Regions from separate parts of the Zea mays genome. Here regions 1 and 3 are each linked to region 2. Evidence: chromatin contacts called from public Hi-C data. All regions are on one chromosome and are shown on one strand. Each heading gives the region's core, a stretch centred on a gene start, on an enhancer-like site or on the middle of the called end of the contact. The rest is flanking DNA. Distances are from core to core; before and after follow the strand shown. Region 1 holds the start of LOC103649658 (small subunit processome component 20 homolog). Region 2 holds the start of LOC100277536. Region 3 holds the start of LOC100217149 (Thioredoxin superfamily protein).

What was found. A called contact is a pair of places that touch in the nucleus more often than the background predicts.
Region 1: a contact with region 2 is called in a Hi-C map of ear, with 2.3 times the contacts expected there. The contact joins the promoter of LOC103649658 here to the promoter of LOC100277536 in region 2. A contact is called at or near these places in 11 of 25 Hi-C or Micro-C datasets (bundle sheath, ear, endosperm and 4 more).
Region 3: a contact with region 2 is called in a Hi-C map of endosperm, with 2.1 times the contacts expected there. The contact joins the promoter of LOC100217149 here to the promoter of LOC100277536 in region 2. A contact is called at or near these places in 5 of 25 Hi-C or Micro-C datasets (bundle sheath, ear, endosperm and 2 more).

The regions. Positions count from the first base shown.
Region 1 is chr3:8,764,364-8,768,261 of Zm-B73-REFERENCE-NAM-5.0, reverse strand. LOC103649658 (small subunit processome component 20 homolog) reads right to left here and starts at 2,386. Exons shown (of 31, transcript XM_035966143.1): 1 at 2,111-2,386; 2 at 1,889-2,011. The coding sequence starts at 2,179.
Region 2 is chr3:8,572,407-8,576,327 of Zm-B73-REFERENCE-NAM-5.0, reverse strand. LOC100277536 reads left to right here and starts at 1,270. Exons shown (of 12, transcript NM_001151067.2): 1 at 1,270-1,416; 2 at 1,650-1,714; 3 at 1,831-1,884; 4 at 2,026-2,122; 5 at 3,457-3,524; 6 at 3,895-3,921. The coding sequence starts at 1,359.
Region 3 is chr3:8,709,078-8,713,493 of Zm-B73-REFERENCE-NAM-5.0, reverse strand. It overlaps LOC100217149 (Thioredoxin superfamily protein), which reads right to left and starts at 2,947. Exons shown (of 4, transcript NM_001143515.1): 1 at 2,580-2,947; 2 at 2,079-2,222. The coding sequence starts at 2,821.

The sequences.
Region 1 (3,898 bases), core at 1,137-3,636, 190 kb before region 2:
AAAGAAGAGGAACCAACGAGGATGACCAAGAGGTCCTCCCCAAGTACAGATCAAAACAATAGGACCAGCCAGAAAGAGAAAAAAGAAAACAGATCAGACCCCCTAGCACCTAGCTGGCTAAGTTCGAAGCCCAGTCAGGACTCCATCACAAGACCAAAAGAGTTGTGCTGGTGCATGTGTTGGACCTTCAGCACCATCACACCCTTGGCCCAATGTCAAGCCACATACCACACCATGATTATGCCACATACCACATACCACACCATTTATAATCATAGAAGTAGCTGCATGCACGTGTGGTACAGACACAGCCCATCCTAATTCCCGTGACGCTATGGATGGAGACCGGACAGAGAATAATATATTATATTGCTTTTAGAAGGTGCTTTTCCGGACGGAGCGCTTGGCTGAGAGATGAACAGAGAAAAGGGCAGAGACGCTTGCGCCGTCGGATCTTGATCTTGGGGTGGAGAAAAAAATGTAGACGTGGACAGGCGGGAAGCCCAGTTTTGCTCCCCGCTCTATATATATAAAATTAGCATCGACTCTGGAGTGGGGGTTGGCATATTTATATAACTCTATATAAGAATTAAAAGGAACACTGGAAGGAACCTACTGCAACTTCATACTCCCTATGTCCCTCTAAGAATGCACATAATGCTTTCTGAGGAATCAATTAATTTTAAGTTTGACAAGATTTAAAGAAAATATTTTCAACGTTTGTATCTCCAAATGGGTTTATTATGAAAAATATATTGCATGGTTAATCTAATAATAGTTACTCGATATCATAAATATCAGTACCTTTTTGCATATATTTAGTCAAACTTGAGATTGGTTGACTCCTCGAAAAGTGGGATGTGTCCTATTTTTGGGACGGAGAGAGTACATTGATGACAGCTAGGAAGACTAATCTATTGGCTAGAAATTAACAATATGATTGAGTTCACTGCCCTTTTCCATATTGGCACCTCTGTGCCCTGCATCAAATATGATGGAAGCCACAGAAGTTGATCGAACTGTAACACACACACAAAGTGCAAGTATGAAGTGAAAACATATATGGTGGTGTGATTTTGTCAGTAGCAGGTGATGCGAGGTGAGTACGATGGTGGGAGCAATCCAATGGTGGAATTCGAGTCGAGAGTGTTGCATTTCACTCAAGCCATGCATAGTGGTGGACCAAGACACGGGGCAGAAAAAAACCTAGCCAACCATGGAGCAGGCATTGGCCAGTAAGGTGATTGAGGCATGATGCAGCTTAAGCATGGCAACAGAGAATGCTGGGGAATGCTGAGGTACAAAAAAGTTAAGTAAATCAATTGTTTGGGAGGGGGTGGCAGCGTGGCAGCAGGATGGATTCAGGGGTTGTTTGGTTTGGTGCCTAAGACGCCACAATGTGCCAAACTTTTCTGCCTAACCTTAGTTCTTCAATTCGAGCGCCTAAGGTTAGGCAGATTGTGGCGCCTTAGGTAGGAAACCAAACATGCCCTCAAACTTTTAGGTATTCTATGCTTCTACTAGATAGAGTTAGCAAAAGTTGTGCTTGTGCGATTTGTGAACAAAATTTTGCCCATGGCCTTGTGCAGTTTGTGAACAGCCTTGAATTCTGTTAATTCTTCAATCAAAAGAAATAAACAAAATAGATGGAACTAAGGTCCATTCCACACTGAGTGGAATTTCGAAGATGTTTCCATTTTTATTGGATGTAATCCTGACTATATTACACAATATAACACTCAGGGCAACACAGCAGACAACGATTAAGGCAATTAAACCCTTTCTGATGCTCTAAGCACCAAATTAAGCTCCCATGTTACTTCCAAAGTGTATCTAGAGATGACAGAGATTGAAATAAACGAGGCAAGAAAAAGAAAAGGTCGCATACCCTCCACTCCACAATTGCGTCGAGGAAGAAGGACGATCCGCTGGATGGCTCCGCCTTCAGTGTGTGGAGGCTGCGGTACACATCGATGTCGATCTCCTCCACCCGCTGCGAGAAGCTCTTAAACTGCGGAAAGAAACACATAGCTCATTAGCATCCATAAAACTCTTCCGCGAGCTGGATTCTGTGTTAGCGGAACAGCCAGCAGTCGGAGAAGAGGCGTACCGAGAAACGCTTGCGGCTGGACGAGGACGTGTTGAGGCACTTCACCGCCGCATAAGACGGGGTCGCCATGGCCGCCGGCGAGGTGGGATGGCGGCGCTAAAAGGAGGCGATGGCTACGAGGGGGCCGGGCGGAACCGGAACAACATCCGGGTCCGGAGGCTCGCGGGTTTAAGCGAGGAGCAGAGTTTTGCTTGTGGCCTAGGGTTTCGAGGGAGGCCGTGACCCAAAATTTTACAGTTTAGCCCTTTTTCGAAGAAATTTTACATCTAGCCTCCTGAAAGAATTATTTCTCAGTTTTGGATCATCTGCTCGGCGTCATGGCCTTGATGCCGAACACACCGACGCCACAATCCATGATGCCGAAATACTGGCCCCACTGACGTGGCACCTAGCTCGGCACCATAGATCTTGACGCCGAACTAGGCTTTAGACGTCGGCGTGGTTCCTCTATCCCCATTCACTCAATCACTATGTCGCCTGAACTGTGGCATTAATTTGTATACAAGCCTACAATGGATTTTTTATGAGGCTGTTTAAGCTTCATATAAACCTTGTTGTATTAGTTGACCTGTAATTTCTGCAACTCAAAAGCTAGTAGAAATGTGGAATCAGTTCACACTGCAGAAATCACAAGCCCCATTGTGGACACTGCCACAAGAATCTAATAATTTGCAGCACTTCATTGAGGAAGAGCTAAATTATCGAGAACAATATGGAAGAAGCACAAATGCACAATCGTAGCTTGTCACATCGTGCTAAGGGCTAACTTTTTTAGGTAAAAAAAACTTGTGCCTAATTGAACTGCCTAACTGCTTTCACACATCATGTATCACAAACACACGATTTTGCCTTAAGGGCCAATCCAAGTATCTAACAATACCAAAATAACATGAACCTAATATTAAGTAGCAAAAAGGAGGGACATGATTCTCTCAAAGGTAAACTACACAATAAATGGATAAACTAAGCACGGACCAGCGCTCCCTGTGAACCCGGATCTCCAAAGACAGCCTCTGTTCAACATTTACATCTTTCTGATTAGCTTTATAGGAACACTATTGGTCGATGGGGGCGCTGAGTGGCACCACAGAGGGCTTCAGTGCCCGCAGGGCAGAGACGACGACCCTAGCCCTAGACGAGGCGACGAGTAGGAGGGAGCTCGGCTGGGCGAGGCCAGAGGGCTGCGAGGGGCGGATGGAGCTAGCGAGGAGGCGGGCGGCGGGGACACGACCTCTGTCGATTCGACCACCACCTCGATGCTCGGGAGGCGGGTGTGGTGGGTGGGGGCAGGATGGCGTCTCGGGGCTCGAGGGCGGGGGGAGGGGCGTCGGGGGCGATGCTGCTGTGGGCTTGGGCTTGAGCGGGGGCGAGGAAGGAGACCGCACATGCGTGGAAGATGCCACAGTTCATGATGCCGTGGAGCGCGCTTGTCCGGGCGCAGCAGTCGGCGATGGAGAGAGGCCTTGACCGGGGAGGTCGAGAGCCACGGTGTGGATGTCGCGGGAGGAGAGCGATGAGAGGACGCAGCCGAAGGACAAGGACCCTGTGGCGAGGCTCGGGATGATGAGGATGCGGTGCGCGGGGAGCCAGCGCCGTTGCCGGCAGGGCGAGAGGTCATGACGAACAGGCCGGGGAGGGATCGAGCTTGAGGACGCACCCTGCGGCGAGGTGTGCACAGAGGAGGCGAGAGAAGCACTGGAGATGAGGGAGGCAGGATGTGGGTGATAAGGAGCGTGTGGAGGGGTGGCGGCGAGGTTTCGGGGGAGGTGTGGCGGCGCGGGCGAGGAC
Region 2 (3,921 bases), core at 21-2,520:
CGACAATAAGGGCATGTAAAACTACATGTAATATGCCTCTATGGAGTTTTGCAAAACCCAAACACCCCAGATAGAGGTAGGAATTTGTCGAACGAACCACACTCCTTCGTAGACGTTAAATGGTCTTTAGAAGATGAAGTGGAAAAGTAAAGTGAGCCTGTCTCTGTATGACCCTCTATACATATTTACTCTTAATTGTATTTATGATCTAAAGAATCAGAATTGTATCGTATAGTCTCTCGTCTGACTATTACTCTTGTATACTTAGGGTTCGTTTGGCAAAGCTCCAGGTCCTGCTTCTTTAGCTCTAGATCTTGATCCTCGTGAGGAGCTGATCCTCCTGATTCTCCTAGAGAATCAGAATCATTTTTAAAACCGTTTGGCAAGTAAACTGATTCTTGTCTGCTGAGAGTTGGTGGTCTATAGCGATTGTCTGTTTTACCCTTTGCAGCTCAACTTTGTTACAAACCAATAAGTAGAATGCATATACGGAAAAAAATTATGAAACAATAACATATAAAATATTCTCATCATAGTAGTGCATAAAATGTTCTCAAATGTTTAATCCATAAATTGGCTCGTTATGTTTTTGTCCAATGGCAATTGCGGGTAATTTCGATCAAACTTTAAGGGAGGTCCATATTTGGTTGGTTGAGGAGCTGTTTTAAGGGATGGTGGAGCAGTTTTTTTTAGATCCACCTTTCTTCACAAAAACGATTCCCAATCTTTCGGCTCCACACGAGAATCAGTTTAAAAAATACCCGTTTGGCACGGCTCCTCCAGATCCTCGCTTAGAATCAGGAGCTGGAGCTGTACCAAACGGGCCCTTAAAATCGGTCCAAAGACTTAGAGTTATACCCACACCGTTCCAATTTAGAATTCATTTGACTTTTTTTTATCAAATTTGATTAGACTCGTCTTATTATTTTTTTGAAAAAAGAAAAAAAACAAAGCCATACTTAAAATATATTATACTCTAAACGATATCGTAATAAATAGTAATAATAATTATATTTTTTGAATAAAACGAGCAGATCAAATTTAGGGTAAAAAGTCAAATAAATTATAAATTGGAAGGCATGCTTTAACAGTAACGGGTTCGTTGAGAAGAATAGACCGCGCACGCGCCCGCGAGTCCATCTTCGATACGCGCGCCGCCCTGGATTCCAGGATTCGGTTCCCCGAATCCCCGTACAAAAACAAACGCGAGTCGAGCCCGGCCGCGCGCCCGCGCCTATTTAAGCCTAACCAACCCCACGCAACTACGCAAGCCAGGGTTTATTAGTTCGCTCGCTCCTCCCTCGCCACGCACGCCGCCTGAGTTCCATCCGCCGCCGCCGCGGTGGGCACGCAGCACAATGGCTATGGTGCAGGCCGGCATGGGCCTCGGCCGCATCGTCCTCCTCATCGGCGTCGGTGCGTAACGCCGCCGCCCCATACTCCGTTCTGCACTTGCTCTTCGATCGCCTGATCTGCTGCATGCTACCCCATGGTTTTACTAGATCAATCGAGCTAGCCTTTATTTCCTGTGCTCAGTAGTTAGTACGCGCGCGCTCGCTCGCCGTTGCTCACGCCCACACGCGCGCCTTTAGTTTTTTTTCTCCTCCTTTCTTTTTCTCATCTACCATCCGATACGATCGATCGTGCAGGTGCTGTCGGCGGCCCCATCGCTGTCCGCAGCGGCAAACTCGGCGAGCTCCTCCGCGATCTTCAGGTGCGTGGCGCGGCGCGCGGCTCCGATCGATCTACCCATGCGGCGTGTTTGCATCGTGTGCTTGAATTCAATTCTGATCCGCGTTTGATGATTAACTGATGATCCTGGCGTCGCAGGAGTCTCTTAGCGAGAAGGGGGCGGCCGCCGTCAACGACGACGTTAACACAGTGGTACGTCACGCGTGCATCGCGCAACGCCCTGCTTCTGCTCGTACATGAAGAGACGCAGCATGCGTGCACGGTGCACCTTGTGCTAGTAGTATAATTAATGTAACACCATGTTTTTTGTGGCTTTCAATCTGTTTTATTTAGGTGGCTAAAGCACTTGCTCAAATGACCAAGGAAATTAATCACATCGCGACAAGAATCTCACAACCGATGATTCATGTTGATACAGGAAACGGAGTAGGTCTGTCACCATAACTATATATACCGTGCTTGAATCTGATTGTTCGGCTGTCAGGTTCCTGTCTTACAATTACATATGTACCATCCAATCATGTCTTAATAACATGCATTGTGCAGGCTTGGCATGCATATGCTTATGCTTTACTAAATCCAACCCTCATATTGCATGAGCACAAACTGAAAATATCTTTAATTTATTCTTCCCCACTCTAAACGTTGAAATCCCGCTACTTTGCATACAAACACACGCACACGTAAGAACGTGTGTTAAAGTAAACCTGTAAATGGAACGTTCTTTCCGTGGGATATAATATCAGTGAATTGTCCACCTCTTTTTACCAGCTTAAGTTTTTTTTATTGAACTTGTTTGACACCAAAATGAGCCGGCGGACTGTCCGGCCCTGAGGGCGCCGCCGGCGATCTTCCGCTGCCCCTGCGCACGCGCGGACAGTCCGGCCCTAGGGCGCGGACCGTCCGGCCGTCAGGCAGGGAAACCGAGCTCCTGCACCAGGTCGCGGACCGTCCGGCCCTGCGCCGCGGACCGTCCGCGCCTGACCAGAGAGCACCGCCGCCTCGCGCCAGGTCGCGGACCGTCCGGCCTTGGGTCGCGGACCGTCCGCGCCTGACCAGAGAGCACCGCCGCTGGTTCTCTTGAGTAATTGGCGCCTCCAAAAAGGTGTCAACAGAACTGATTGTCGCATGCAACTTAATAGAGTATCAAAGCCAGATATTTTGAGTTCAAACCCTAGTTATTAACACAATTAAATAAAATAATTGTTGTTTGCTTCTATTTCACGTTTGATAGCTAAGTGAGCCTCAATATGAGCGGGAAGTGTTGAAATATACAATAAGTGAATTGTCCACCTTATTCTACTAGCTTAAACTTTTAGGTTAAATTAGTTGGTGCATGCAACTTAATACTTTTAAATTTTTATGTGTAAAATTTATATGGCACTTACTCCCGAATATTCAACTGACTGATTAATTTCTTATAACATATTCTATTTTTCTTTGACAAATAAGCCAGCAAACGTTGATGTTTTCCCAAAAGTCTTCGTAGACCTCTTTCCGATGAAAAATCTTTTTGTGTAATTCTAAATGTGAAGTAAGTCTCCGTATCTTATTGGTGAAACTGAATACTTGAAATTCAACAGAACCGGGCATGTTTTTTTCTTTCTGAATATACTCTAAACCGATGTATTCTGTTCTCGTTGTAATGAAAATGGAGACATCCTCTAAAAAAAGACTTTATGTGTAAAATTCGATATGTCTTTTATTTAGACCGGTGTGTAAACATAATTAAAGCCCTCGTTAAGTAATTTTACCTCTTTGCAGCTGCATCAGCTTTGATAGTACCTGCTGCTGCTGTTGGGACAGTCGGCTATTGTTACATGTGGTGGAAAGTAAGTCCCAACTGATGTTGATTCTTTTATTCATCAGTGACAATCCCATTGTATATTTAAGTAAATCCGCATGTCCTGAACACCCTTTCAGACACTCAATACCAATTACTCTTCTTTTAGAAATAAAACAAAATGTGGAAATAGGTTTTTGCCTTCTTCCATGTTAAAATATCTATGTGTGTCACTGCAGTCAAATGGAACTATATATATAAAGTCTACTACAATCCTAAAACCTAGCTAAGATGTCATAGACAAATTGAAACGCTAAAATGTGTTAAGCCATTTGCTATTTATTACTTGAGTTTATCCTGTTCTGCTTGTCTACAAGCTTTGAAAAGGGTTTGTTTGTACTCTATCTGTTGCCTTTCAGGGAATCTCCTTCTCTAGCTTAATGTAT
Region 3 (4,416 bases), core at 1,698-4,197, 140 kb before region 2:
TTTGGACCCTGGGGAAAAAAGGCTTCTCAGTTAATTCTTTGTACAGGAAAAAAATGGAAAATCAATCTTTGATTCCATATAATTTTTTGTGGAAATCTAAATTGCCTCATAAAATCAAGGTTTTCTTCTGGTTAGTGGTAAGAAATAAGATTCTTACTAAGGATAATTTGAGAAAAAGATGTTGGATTGGATCTCTAAACTGTTGCTTCTGTGGGGTGGATGACTCTATTGATCACCTGTTCTTTAAATGCCCCATTGCTCAATACATGTGGAGAGTTATTCAAGTTTCCTTGAATTTGAGTTCAATCCCGAAAAATATCAAAGACTTGTATGATAATTGGTTGTGTAAACCAACAGACAAGATGGCTCATCTTGTGTTATTTGGTTGTGGTGCTTTATTCTGGGCTATTTGGCGCACTAGAAATGATTGGTGCTTTGGAAAAAATCATTTACTTGACCCTTCTAACATCATTTTTCTTTGCTGCTTCTGGTTGGATTCCTGGGCGATTCGTCAAAAAAAGAAGGAGCAAAGAATGGTGGTGCTAGAAAGCAAGTTAATCTGAAAGACGGCAAGTGAAGCCTTCGGGAGGGCCTTGGGGTGGTGCCCACTTGACAGGCGTATTTCTGGATGACAAGAAGGTGGAACTTGGAAGCCGTGTGTGGATATTTGTCTGTCTTTTGCTGGCCAAACTGTTCAGGTCTTTTGTGGCTCTCTGCCTGTCTTGTTGGATGTAAATAAGAAAGTCTTATGTAGTCCTTTGTAGGCCAAAACTTCTCCTGTTATCGTAGGCTCTTCACTGATCTAGTGATAGTGTTTAGAGTCTAGATAGCGTTCTGGCCGTGGTTGGTCTTTTGGTGTTCTTACCGCGTGATGGCGGTTGTTTCAAACTTTCCTATTTCTTAATGAAATAGGGGGCTTCGCCCCTTCGTCAAAAAAAAGGTATTGAGTATTGCTTGATTATATAGGAAACTTGAAGTACAATTAACCTTCATATCTGAACTAGTTGGTCGCCTAACTGTCGTCTAGGCTGGTGCCTAGGCGTCCAGTCCAGGCGCGCCTAGCCAGGGCACAGTGATAACCATGGCGGAACAATTGAAAGGCTATCTATTTGTTACATGGTCATGAAAGCATGCTCACTTCTTTGTCGGCTCCACTTCTTTTGAACCATGCAAGTAACTTTGGAGGTCTTGGGTGCCCCTTCGCTGCAAGTTCTTTCAGTGGCTAGCAACGGATAACAGATGCTGGACAGAGACATTGCAGTCTGGTCGCACCCACCCTGCTGCCCGCTTTGTTTCTCAGGAGGAAGCCCTCATGTCAACCTGTGTCTTCTCCTGCCAGGTTTGGTCCATTGCTCTTGGCAAGTTTGGCATACAAGCACTAGAACCATCCATGGACAATATGATGGTGCAAGGCGACACAGAAGGCTCCAACGGTGGCAAGGAAGGGCCTCAATTCCCTGGTGATCCTCCTGGCATGGATTCTATGGAAACATGGAGCCGATGTGTATTTGATGGAATCCCACCGTCGATCTCAGCAGTAATACAGGAGGCAAGCGAGCAGGCACATTTCTGGATCATGGCAGGTGTGAAGACCACGTGTGCTGCTTGGACGACCTGACTAGGTGACCGGCCAGTAGGGGCTGTATGTATTCTTTAAACAGGCGCGTTCATGCAAAAAACTAACACCAGACGTGGAATCAGGTGCGATTGTTTTTTTTCTTTTCTATCGATCAATGAAATGAAACGCAGCTCTCGTGGGCGTCCGAGAAAAAAAGAAAGCATGCTCACAAATCACCTTATATTGAAGGCAGGCAATGCTGAATCTATTTCACTGCAATAAAATCTCTGGCTACGACGGACAACACAAGAATATCATAATTCATAAAATCCAGCCAACCATAGTAAAATTCCATACTTGCCTAGTCTTTTCAGGCAACATCCCATAGAAATCCAACACAACTAAATAAAGTGCAGTAAAAATATGAATTAAGTTCAATCCGCTTCCAGAGAGGTTTGGTCGAATCCTACAAAACAAATCATAGAAAAGGATGCAGCAAACTGAATGAAGAAATAGTTACCCATCCTTGTAGAGGAAGACCACAACCCAAACTTCTGATGGTGCCTGAGACACCTCCCGCACGAAGTCCGAGCCAGTGATGGGAACTATACTACCAAATCGCGCGGCTTTTGCGGCCTCCCTCAGCTCGGCAAGCCTCATCTTCCTGCAGGCATCAAATTACATCAAATCGTCACAATCACTTCCCAGCTATGCCAAACTAATCGAGATAGTTATATACTTGGGACTCCTAACAACTCGCTTCGCAGTTTTGCCATCCGAATCGAATAATCCAAAGCTCGGTACTACTACGAGGAATCCGCATCAACAACAGAAATACATCAGGTTACTGTCAGGAGCACACGAATTATAGCAATTGGCCACGCTGGTCAGATCAGATCAATCAAACGCGGCAGGCGCCAGAGCATCCTAAGATTCACCCAATAACAAACGGGGGAAAAAGACAGTATCACGGATCAGCAATCAGACCGCAGACCGGATCGAGCCTACGGAAAGGCCCTACCTGTACTGCTCGAGGAAGCGGTCGTCATCAAGGTCGTCCTCGAGTTCCTCGAGCTCTTCGGCCTCGCGCTCGTCGAGCCATTCCTTGGACTTGGGCTGCTCGCCGGCGTCGACCTTGGGGGCGAAGGGCGGCGGCTTGAAGGGCTCCGGCTTCGGGGGCAGGTTCCCGAGGCGGCGCTGGATATCGTCCCACTGTGTGCTCGCCCCCTCAACGTCCTTGTACACGAAGTGGTAGTCCGCCATGGCCGAGCACCACGAACGCAGAGAGAGATGGAGGGAGGGAGGGGATGCGCAAAACCGGCGAATGGAGAGAATTTTGCAAACATGACACCGCCGTGGGCGGGCTTCAAATATTTGGCACCGCCGTCGTGGCAATTGTAGGCGTGGCATCCAAATCTTCCGACTTTTGCAAATTTGGCATTGCGGTCGGTTAATGGTCATTAGGAACTCTCTCGTTCCCGTGCTGCCCTCGCTCCGTTCCGCTCCGTTAGGAATTTGCCGGCCTTGGACGTCGTCTTCCTCTCCCGTATTCCTCTCCCGTCAGTCTCCCGTATTCCATTCTTCTCTCCTCTTGCTCGCCCTCGACGTCGTCTTCCTCGAGCTGAGCTCTTCCGTTCGTCCCGGCGCGCTCTGGGTGCAGGCCGTCGTCTACCTCGAGCTGGGCCGGTCGTCCCCGCGCGCACTGGGTGCAGGCCGTCGTCTTCGTCGAGCGCATTCTTTGCCGCGGTCCTTTCCCGCGCGTACCGGATCTCGCGCTTCCCTGCCTCTGCTGTTCCTGCGCTGGTGGTCCATTGGACGTAGAGGCACTCCAACGCCGCCGTCTTTGGTAATAATTTCCTTTGCGTCGATCCTTTCCAGTTAGCGTCGGCTGACTAATTAGCGTAGTACATTTTCGATGTGATTTGGAACTGGCACTTCCATTTCGATGTTACTGTGGCAATGAGAATATATTGTATGTGCAGTGTATTTAGTATGAATAATACTTCGAACAATGAGGCAGTACCCCCAATGGACGAAACGATTGCAAGCACTGTCGAAGAACACCAGTGGCCACTGACTTGTATTGGCACACAGCCTACAGTGGTTAGTAGTTTGAATTTATTTTATGCAATTTAGTTGTTATGTAATGTATTTGAACTGCTATTGGTTAATAGGGGGATGGGCATGGAATTCATGATATTGATTGGGATTCAATATTGGTGGAAGAAACCAACAACGAAGAAGGAAGAAATCATGTAACTAGTGAAAAAGGTCTATATTATCAGCTTGGATTGGATACTCAAGATGATAGAAGGCAAGAAGATTCAAGTGCTCCCTGTTTTGGAAATAGCAATTCTTGTGAAGAAGATATGGGAGCAGGCATTCCGTGTTCTGATGCAGTGCTTGATGAGACGAGGACCATATATGATATGAACAATCCAGTAATGCAGCCTGGCAGCTTGTATGCAACAATGCACCACTTCAGACTGGCAATTAGACAATACGCGATAAATAAAGAATTTGAGCTTGGAATTGAGGCTACCAACAAAACTAGATTTAGAGGGTATTGTAAAGGGCCTGATTGCCCTTGGAGCATTCATGCCAGACCAGAGATAAAAGGGGCTCCAACAATTCAAGTAAGCTGAGAATATAGCTTTTTCACTTAATATGTACCTTTCGTGCTCAAACAATATAGCTATTGACACTTGAACCAATTTTGCAGGTAATTGTCTTGAATGACAAACATACTTGTACTTCTAGTGGTAGACGTAAGACGACGACACCTACAGGTGCTTGGGTTGCGGCACGTGCCCTTCCTTTGCTAATGAAGAAACCTCATATGGGTGCCAAGGAGCTGC